2 separate regions of the Mus musculus genome follow, and region 1 is linked to region 2. A link is a contact called in public Hi-C data. All regions are on one chromosome and are shown on one strand. Each heading gives the region's core, a stretch centred on a gene start, on an enhancer-like site or on the middle of the called end of the contact. The rest is flanking DNA. Distances are from core to core; before and after follow the strand shown. Region 1 has its middle 47 kb from the start of Gm7538. Region 2 has its middle 16 kb from the start of 4930413E15Rik.

Region 1 (3,277 bases), core at 19-2,518, 280 kb after region 2:
ATATATACATATATACATATATACATATATACATATATACATATATACATATATACATATATACATATATACATATATACATATATACATATATACATATATACATATATACATATATACATATATACATATATACATATATACATATATACATATATACATATATACATATATACATATATACATATATACATATATACATATATACATATATACATATATACATATATACATATATACATATATACATATATACATATATACATATATACATATATACATATATACATATATACATATATACATATATACATATATACATATATACATATATACATATATACATATATACATATATACATATATACATATATACATATATACATATATACATATATACATATGTTTCTTGTTTTTTTTCCCCCTTTTGGACACAGAGTCTCGCTACATAGCCCAGGCTAATCTTCCAATGCCTGATCCTCCTGCCTTAGCCTCCTGAGTGTTGAACTCACAGGCCTTTACTATCTTACCTGTCTTTTTTCTGGATTTACACAATGACCCACAAATTGGTTGGGCCAAATTAAAAGGTATTCCTCATAACACAGTGAAAAGACGCATAAGCATCTGGGTCACTGTGAAAATACAGGCGGGTCACCCGTGCACCCTCTGAGACAGCTAGCTGCGCATAGGAGATCGAAAAATCCACATGTCACACGAATCCACATTGACACATAACCACACCACTGGAGAGTGTGACACCCACCTGCATGTTAACCCAGCCATGTACATACCTAAGGCTCCTGAGCCACTCCACTTAAAGCCCCTGTGTCCTGATCCTAAGGACAGGGTCTCTCACCGCTATGGCACTTGGCTGGTGTGTTTCTTGGAGTGTCGGGACCTAGCCTGCCACCCGCCTCTGTGCAGAGACTGGATGTGGCAGGAACTTGGTAGTAATTTGCAGAGAAAAACCCAGCTCCCTGGGGAATATGCAGCCCCCGATTGGTCCGCTGGGCACCGCCCTGCCTTACGGTGGCAGAGTAGTCAGGGATTCGGTCCGCCAGCTATGAGGACTCTCTGGGACCAGGCTGGGCACCCTCCAGCTCGCACATGCCCTGAGGGCTAAGCTTAGGACAGCCTGTTTGTTCCTCTTCTGCCCTCCAAGTGGACTGGGAGACCGGGAGGGGGAGGGGGGCAGGACGGGGGACCAGCTCACTGGGACTTCCTATTTGCTAAAAGCTGCTGGTTCCCACAAATCCCAAAATAGAGTCCCTGGCAGAGATGTGGACTCTGAAACACAGAGACAGCTGCGAAGAAAAAGTGGGAGGGAGTGGGTAGGAGGGCCAGCAGCTTCTGCCTGGAGCTTCAGAGGGATTTCTGGGGCCTGCGGACACGGAGGGGAGTTCTCCATACTGTTATCCCCTTGTTTCCACCAGCACCCCGATTTAACCTCATCCGATAATGTTCTAGAGTGCTCCACAGAGAGGCTCGGTGTTTCTTCCCACTCACCGGAAGTTCTTCTCGGAGTTCAGTTGAAAGTCTACATGATGAAAAAAAAAAAAAAAAGAAAGTCTACATGAGGCAGCGATTTCCGTCCAAGGTCACACAGTCTCTTGATCGACTAGGACATAAATTCACCCTCGTTTTTAATCTAAGCAGATCCACAACCTTTTTAACGTATGATTTCTACCTAGCTTCCCTGGTTTGAGCGCTATGGTGAGCAGAGGGACCAACTAGATGCTGCCCACCCAGACTTGAAAGAGGCATCACCCACATGGCAGAGGGGAGCTCTGAAATGACAGGTTCCTAGAGAGGAGAGTTATTTTTCTTGGTGTCATGATTAAGACAAACAAACACACATGGCCAAGGACGAGCTAGTTGGCTCAGTAGATAAAGAGGCTTGTGATCAAGCCGGATGAACTAAGTTCAATTCCCAGGACCTACTTGATTACTTGATAAAAAGTGAGAACTGACTGTCCTATGTTGTCTTCTGACTTCTGTTCTTGAACCTTGGCCAGAGCACATACACGCACCATACACATAGACATATCACACACATATACCATATACACACACACACATACCACACACTCACATACACACACACAGATACACCTCATACCATAAATATACCACACATACAATACACAAATACATACACACACATAGACATACCAAACACACCACATACACATATGCACACCACACACATAGACACACCACACACCACACATACACCACATATATACCATACATACATACATACATACATACATACATACATACATACATACATACACCATATCGCGCCCCCCCCCACAGAGCACAAAAACATAATTTTTAAATCCTGGCTTAGATTTGTCACCCAGGGTGGACAGGTAGCACTTGGGTCTCAGTAGGACAGCAAGTTATAGGCAAAAAAAGGAGGTGTGAGGGAGACAGCTCCATCAGAAAACACTTGCATTACAAGCACTGCCACCCGAGTTCAGCCCACAGAGTTCATGTAAAAACAAAATCAGGCACAGTCACACAGGCTTGTAATCCCAGCATCAGGGAGGTGGAGACGGGTAGATTCCTGGCCAGCCAATCTCTACTTATTGGTGAGTTCCAGGTCAGTGGGAGACCCTAACCCCCACCTCCAATAAAATCAAGGTGGATGACTTCTGAGGAATGATATCTGAAGCTGCTCTCTTGTCTCTACATGGAGGAGACACAGGAGACATGTAAACACACACACACACACACACACACAAAGTAAACTAGAGATAGAGTCAGCCCTGATTGTGGCTGTCACCGTGAAGACTAGATGGCTCAGAAAACAAAATAAAACAAAGCAAGCAAGCAAACAAACAAACAAACAACAACGGACACAGGTAGTGGAGCCAGAGCAGTGCACGGAGTCCAAAGCTCAGAGTGAAGGTTTTCTCTGCAGCCAGCATCCCAACTCCACTCCCAACAGCCCCACCCATCCGTGTCAGGGGAGAAGGCACAGCTGGAGGATGGGATGCCTAAAGTTCCTAGTGAGGTTGAGCATCATCCACCCACTGCTCCCTCCACACTCTTCCCAGGGCATGGACCGTCATCCACAAGAGGAAGGGCTGTGAGGGATACACCAAGATGACACTCAGGAGAGAAAGCCCCTCCTCCCCACCCCACCCCACCCCGGTGGGATGCTGAAGAGGAAGAGTTGTGTGGAACATGGGCAGCTGCTAATCTCTCTGCCTCAGATTTGTATCTGAGCACGGGAATATTGAGCCAGGGTCTCACAGACTCACTGCTC
Region 2 (3,630 bases), core at 228-2,727:
CTCAAAGGAAGTGGACAGTGCTCTCGAGGGTGACACACAAGGTTGACCAGTGACTTCCAAGGCCTGAGCTCACACATGCCTACGAAAGTATCCTAAAAGAAATGATTAGGCATTCGTTGCTAGGAATTTCAGGATGAACATAATTTAGAGACGTGAGGTTCTGTATATTTGAAACACTGTGATCAGCTCTTCTGGATTTTGTGGCAGCCAGAGGCCCGCCATGCTCTACAGGACACTTTGACCAACAGTGGACCATGAATATGATACCTTTTTTTTTTTTTTTTTAAAGAAGTCAACTCTTGGATTTATGGACCAGGATGAATTTGCCCAACTATCCAGTTCTCAGAATCTCTTCCGGTCAGGAAGTGAATGTTTGACTATTTTTAGCTTTCTCAAAAGTACAGATTTGTAATTTCTTCCCCTTCCAAGGATTCACTGGCTCGTCAAATTTTATATTTGCAAGCATCCTTTCTTTGGAAAGGATCGCCAAATTCCTAGAGCATCAGCTCCCCATGGGTCCTGGATCCACCCCTTCCTGGAGCTGTGTTCAGATAAGCAGAGAAAATGTCCTACAAGCCTGTGGGACCGGAAGGCATAAGAGCTGCAACCCACAAATGAAGTCGTGGATTAGTTTCTTTTGTTGTTTCTCCGCATTGTTATGTCTAGCAAGTGGCAACAAAGCAGGGAGGAATTGACTTGAACTCACAGTTAACAAGGGATACAGACCACCCTGGTGGGGATGCTCACAACTGCATGAGGCCGTTCAGAAAGATCTAGAAGCCTGGTGTGCATGGAGAAAGAAGAGGAAGTGTGCAGAGCCAACACCTCTCTGGATTATGGAAAGGTGGATAACATGGCTTGAATCTCTGGAGCAGGGACGATTCAGTGTTTTTACCCTCAGCCATCAACAGGTGAGGAACGATGGCAGTGGCTGATGACCAGGACAAAGACATGATGTTGATTTAAAACAAAGCCAATAGGATTTCCCAAACAACCTTACACAGAGAGCCTGATGACCCAGGTTCAAATCCTGCCCCTTCTATTTACTGTGTGGCATAAAGGACTCATTGTCTCTCTCTGCCTCAGTTTCCTTGTCTGGGAAATGGGGATAATCATGGTAGGTAGAAGTCGAAGACTGAGGGAATTAGTGGTGGAGGGTGACACAAGACTTGACTCATGATGGATAATCAATAGATTCTCCCTCCTTCCCTGTGAGCTCCTTTAGTCCTTGTTCAAAAGGGCCAGACATGGCTGGTCCCCGGGCCAGACTTTAGGAAAACTCGTAATTGCAGATTACAAAACGTTTCCAGAGCTGAGGGTGCTGACATCTGGGCTTTGCAAGCAAGAGAGGACGCACTTGGTCTTCTAAATTCACTGGGAGGAGTGTGCAGCTGGGAGCCCTTGTGTGGGGCTCACTAAGAGATTGGCCATTAATCACACACAATTACTCTGACCCCGAGGGAGCTGCGCCTCTCCTCTCCCACAGACGGACTTCCTTCCCCAGTGGGACAGACTTTCATGAACGCTCATGGAACACAGAGCGGCTGCACCGAAGGAGCTGAAGGTCAGGTCTGCTGATTCTCAGCCTCAGAGGCATCCTTTTTCCAGATCCAAATGCTCTTCCGGGGAAAACTCAGACAAGAGTCTGAGCCTGCCTGGGCTATGGTTCTGTGGTAGAAAGCTGGCCTAGCATGCGTGAGACCTGGGGTTCCATCTCTAGGACAAACAAGCAAAAATGTTAAGGGCTGAAGTTGGTAAAATGTTTTGCTACACAGACATGAGGTCCTGAATTTGTCCAATCAACACGCATGTAAAAAAAGAAAAAAAGAAAAAAAAAAGGAAAGGAAGCAGGCATAGTGGTGCAAGTTTATAACCATCTTGAAGATCTCCAAGTCTCACCAGTCACTCAGACTAAACTAGTCGATAAGCCTTGGGGAAATAAGAGACCCTGTCACAAAAGTCAAGATGGCCTCCTCCTGAGGAATAGCACTTGAGGTTGACCTCTGGTCTGCACACACTCATGAATGCACACCTGAACATTCCTATACCAATGCATACAGAGAGAGAGAGAGAGAGAGAGAGAGATGGGATGGATGAATGGCATACAGTTTAGGCTTTCTACCAGTTAAGAGTTGCATGTGTAACCATGCCCTGCGTCTTCTGGCATTACTCCAGAATGTTTTGTGTTTGTCCATCTCTCCAGGTTCCTGTGCAGATGAGGATGTCATCTTGACTAGCCATATACCACAGAGGGGCCCCGAAGGAAGGCTCAGAGGGCTCAGGTCCTTGTGTTTCCTTAGGCTCCAGGTTGTAGACCTACGGTTGATATAGAGCCTGGACCAAGACCTGACCTTGCTCACAGGACTGTCCCATCCTGTCCAGGAGCAGAAGCCACAGGCTCTGTTCAGGATGAGATTTTCATCCTATTCTCTCTTCCCCAGGGAGTCTTGACTGTTCTTCCCCTCCCACTTCTTCCCCCCCCCTCTTCTCCCCTCCCTTTTCCCCCTTCCTTCCCCCTCCCATCCCCTTCCCCTTTCCCCTCCCTCCCTCCCTTCCCTTTCTTCCCTCCCTCCCTCCTTCCCCTCTCCTCCCTTTCCCTTTCTCTCCCTCCCCTCCTCTCCCCCTTCCCTCCCCTCCCTTCCATTCCCTTCCCACTCCCTCCCCTCCCCTTCTTTCCCTTTATTCTCTCTACCTCTCTTTCCCTCCTTCTCTTTCTCTCCCCTCCCTCTCTCTACCCAATCTCCTCTCCCCATTCTGCACTTCCCCCCTCCTTCCTATATTTTCCTTCTCTTTCTCCTTCCACAGATTTTTAGTGAACTTCTCTCCTGAGCCAGACATTGCTCTAGGCTCTGGTAACACAAGGTTATGTCCCCACAGTGTGACCTCTGCTGTGACAGAGGTGTATGGTGCCCCTCCTGTTCCCTCTGTTGTGAGAAGTTAAAAGACCTGGTCAATCAAGACTGATATGTTCAATTCTTAGTTTTGTTTTTGTGTATGTGTGTGTGTTTTGTTTGTTTGTTTTTAACAAAACCAAGCATTTCCCTCTGTTGACATCGGCAACATAGGTTATATCGGGAAGCCCCACCATTGCTGAGTTTAACTTCTACTTGCATTTTGCTGAATTTATCCAGTCTCTCTCTTCTGCAGATATCGTTCTTAAATTTCACAGTATTAAGCTCATATCACATTTATATTTATTCATCTTTTTTTAAAATAGCAGACACATCTGCCCATCAAATAGGAGGGCAGCTGTCATTCATCCCTTAGTTCCTTCATCTCTTCCTTCATGTAGTCACTCAGCAAATGCTTTTGGCAATTAATTATCACTGGTGGTGGTTACAGGGGCACCAGTGTCATCCGAGTTCCCCAGCACACCTGCCTTCTCAGACCTCATGATCCAGTGCAGTGAACAGCACACAAACCAGACACAGGAGATACCCTGAGGTAAGACGGTAACAAATGCTGTGGCGTGGGGGGCGGGGGAGGATCCATCTGTGCATGTGTGTGTGTCTGTAGCCATAGGTCACCTTCAAGTGTGACTTCTCAGGAGCTATACACACCATTCCTAGAGAAAAGATCTCACTATGAACTGGTGCTCTCTGATTCTAGACTGCCTGGCCGGTGAACCCC

Evidence for each region. Hi-C and Micro-C count contacts between places; a contact is called where the count stands out from the background.
Region 1: a contact with region 2 is called in a Hi-C map of uterus, with 3 times the contacts expected there. The contact joins two enhancer-like sites. A contact is called at or near these places in 1 of 484 Hi-C or Micro-C datasets (uterus), 1 of 115 datasets of contacts at active chromatin or transcription factors (embryonic stem cells) and 1 of 9 other capture datasets (embryonic stem cells).

What each region holds. Positions count from the first base shown.
Region 1 is chr5:119,245,848-119,249,124 of GRCm38.p6, forward strand. No RefSeq gene overlaps it. Among named protein-coding and RNA genes, the nearest start is that of Gm7538, 47 kb to the left of the region's middle. Within about 2 kb of position 1,269, at least 26 of the 459 cell types and tissues checked have an H3K27ac peak or open chromatin away from gene starts, as enhancers often do. A contact at or near this core is called in uterus, where this site is marked.
Region 2 is chr5:118,966,479-118,970,108 of GRCm38.p6, forward strand. No RefSeq gene overlaps it. Among named protein-coding and RNA genes, the nearest start is that of 4930413E15Rik, 16 kb to the left of the region's middle. Within about 2 kb of position 1,478, at least 8 of the 459 cell types and tissues checked have an H3K27ac peak or open chromatin away from gene starts, as enhancers often do. A contact at or near this core is called in uterus, where this site is marked.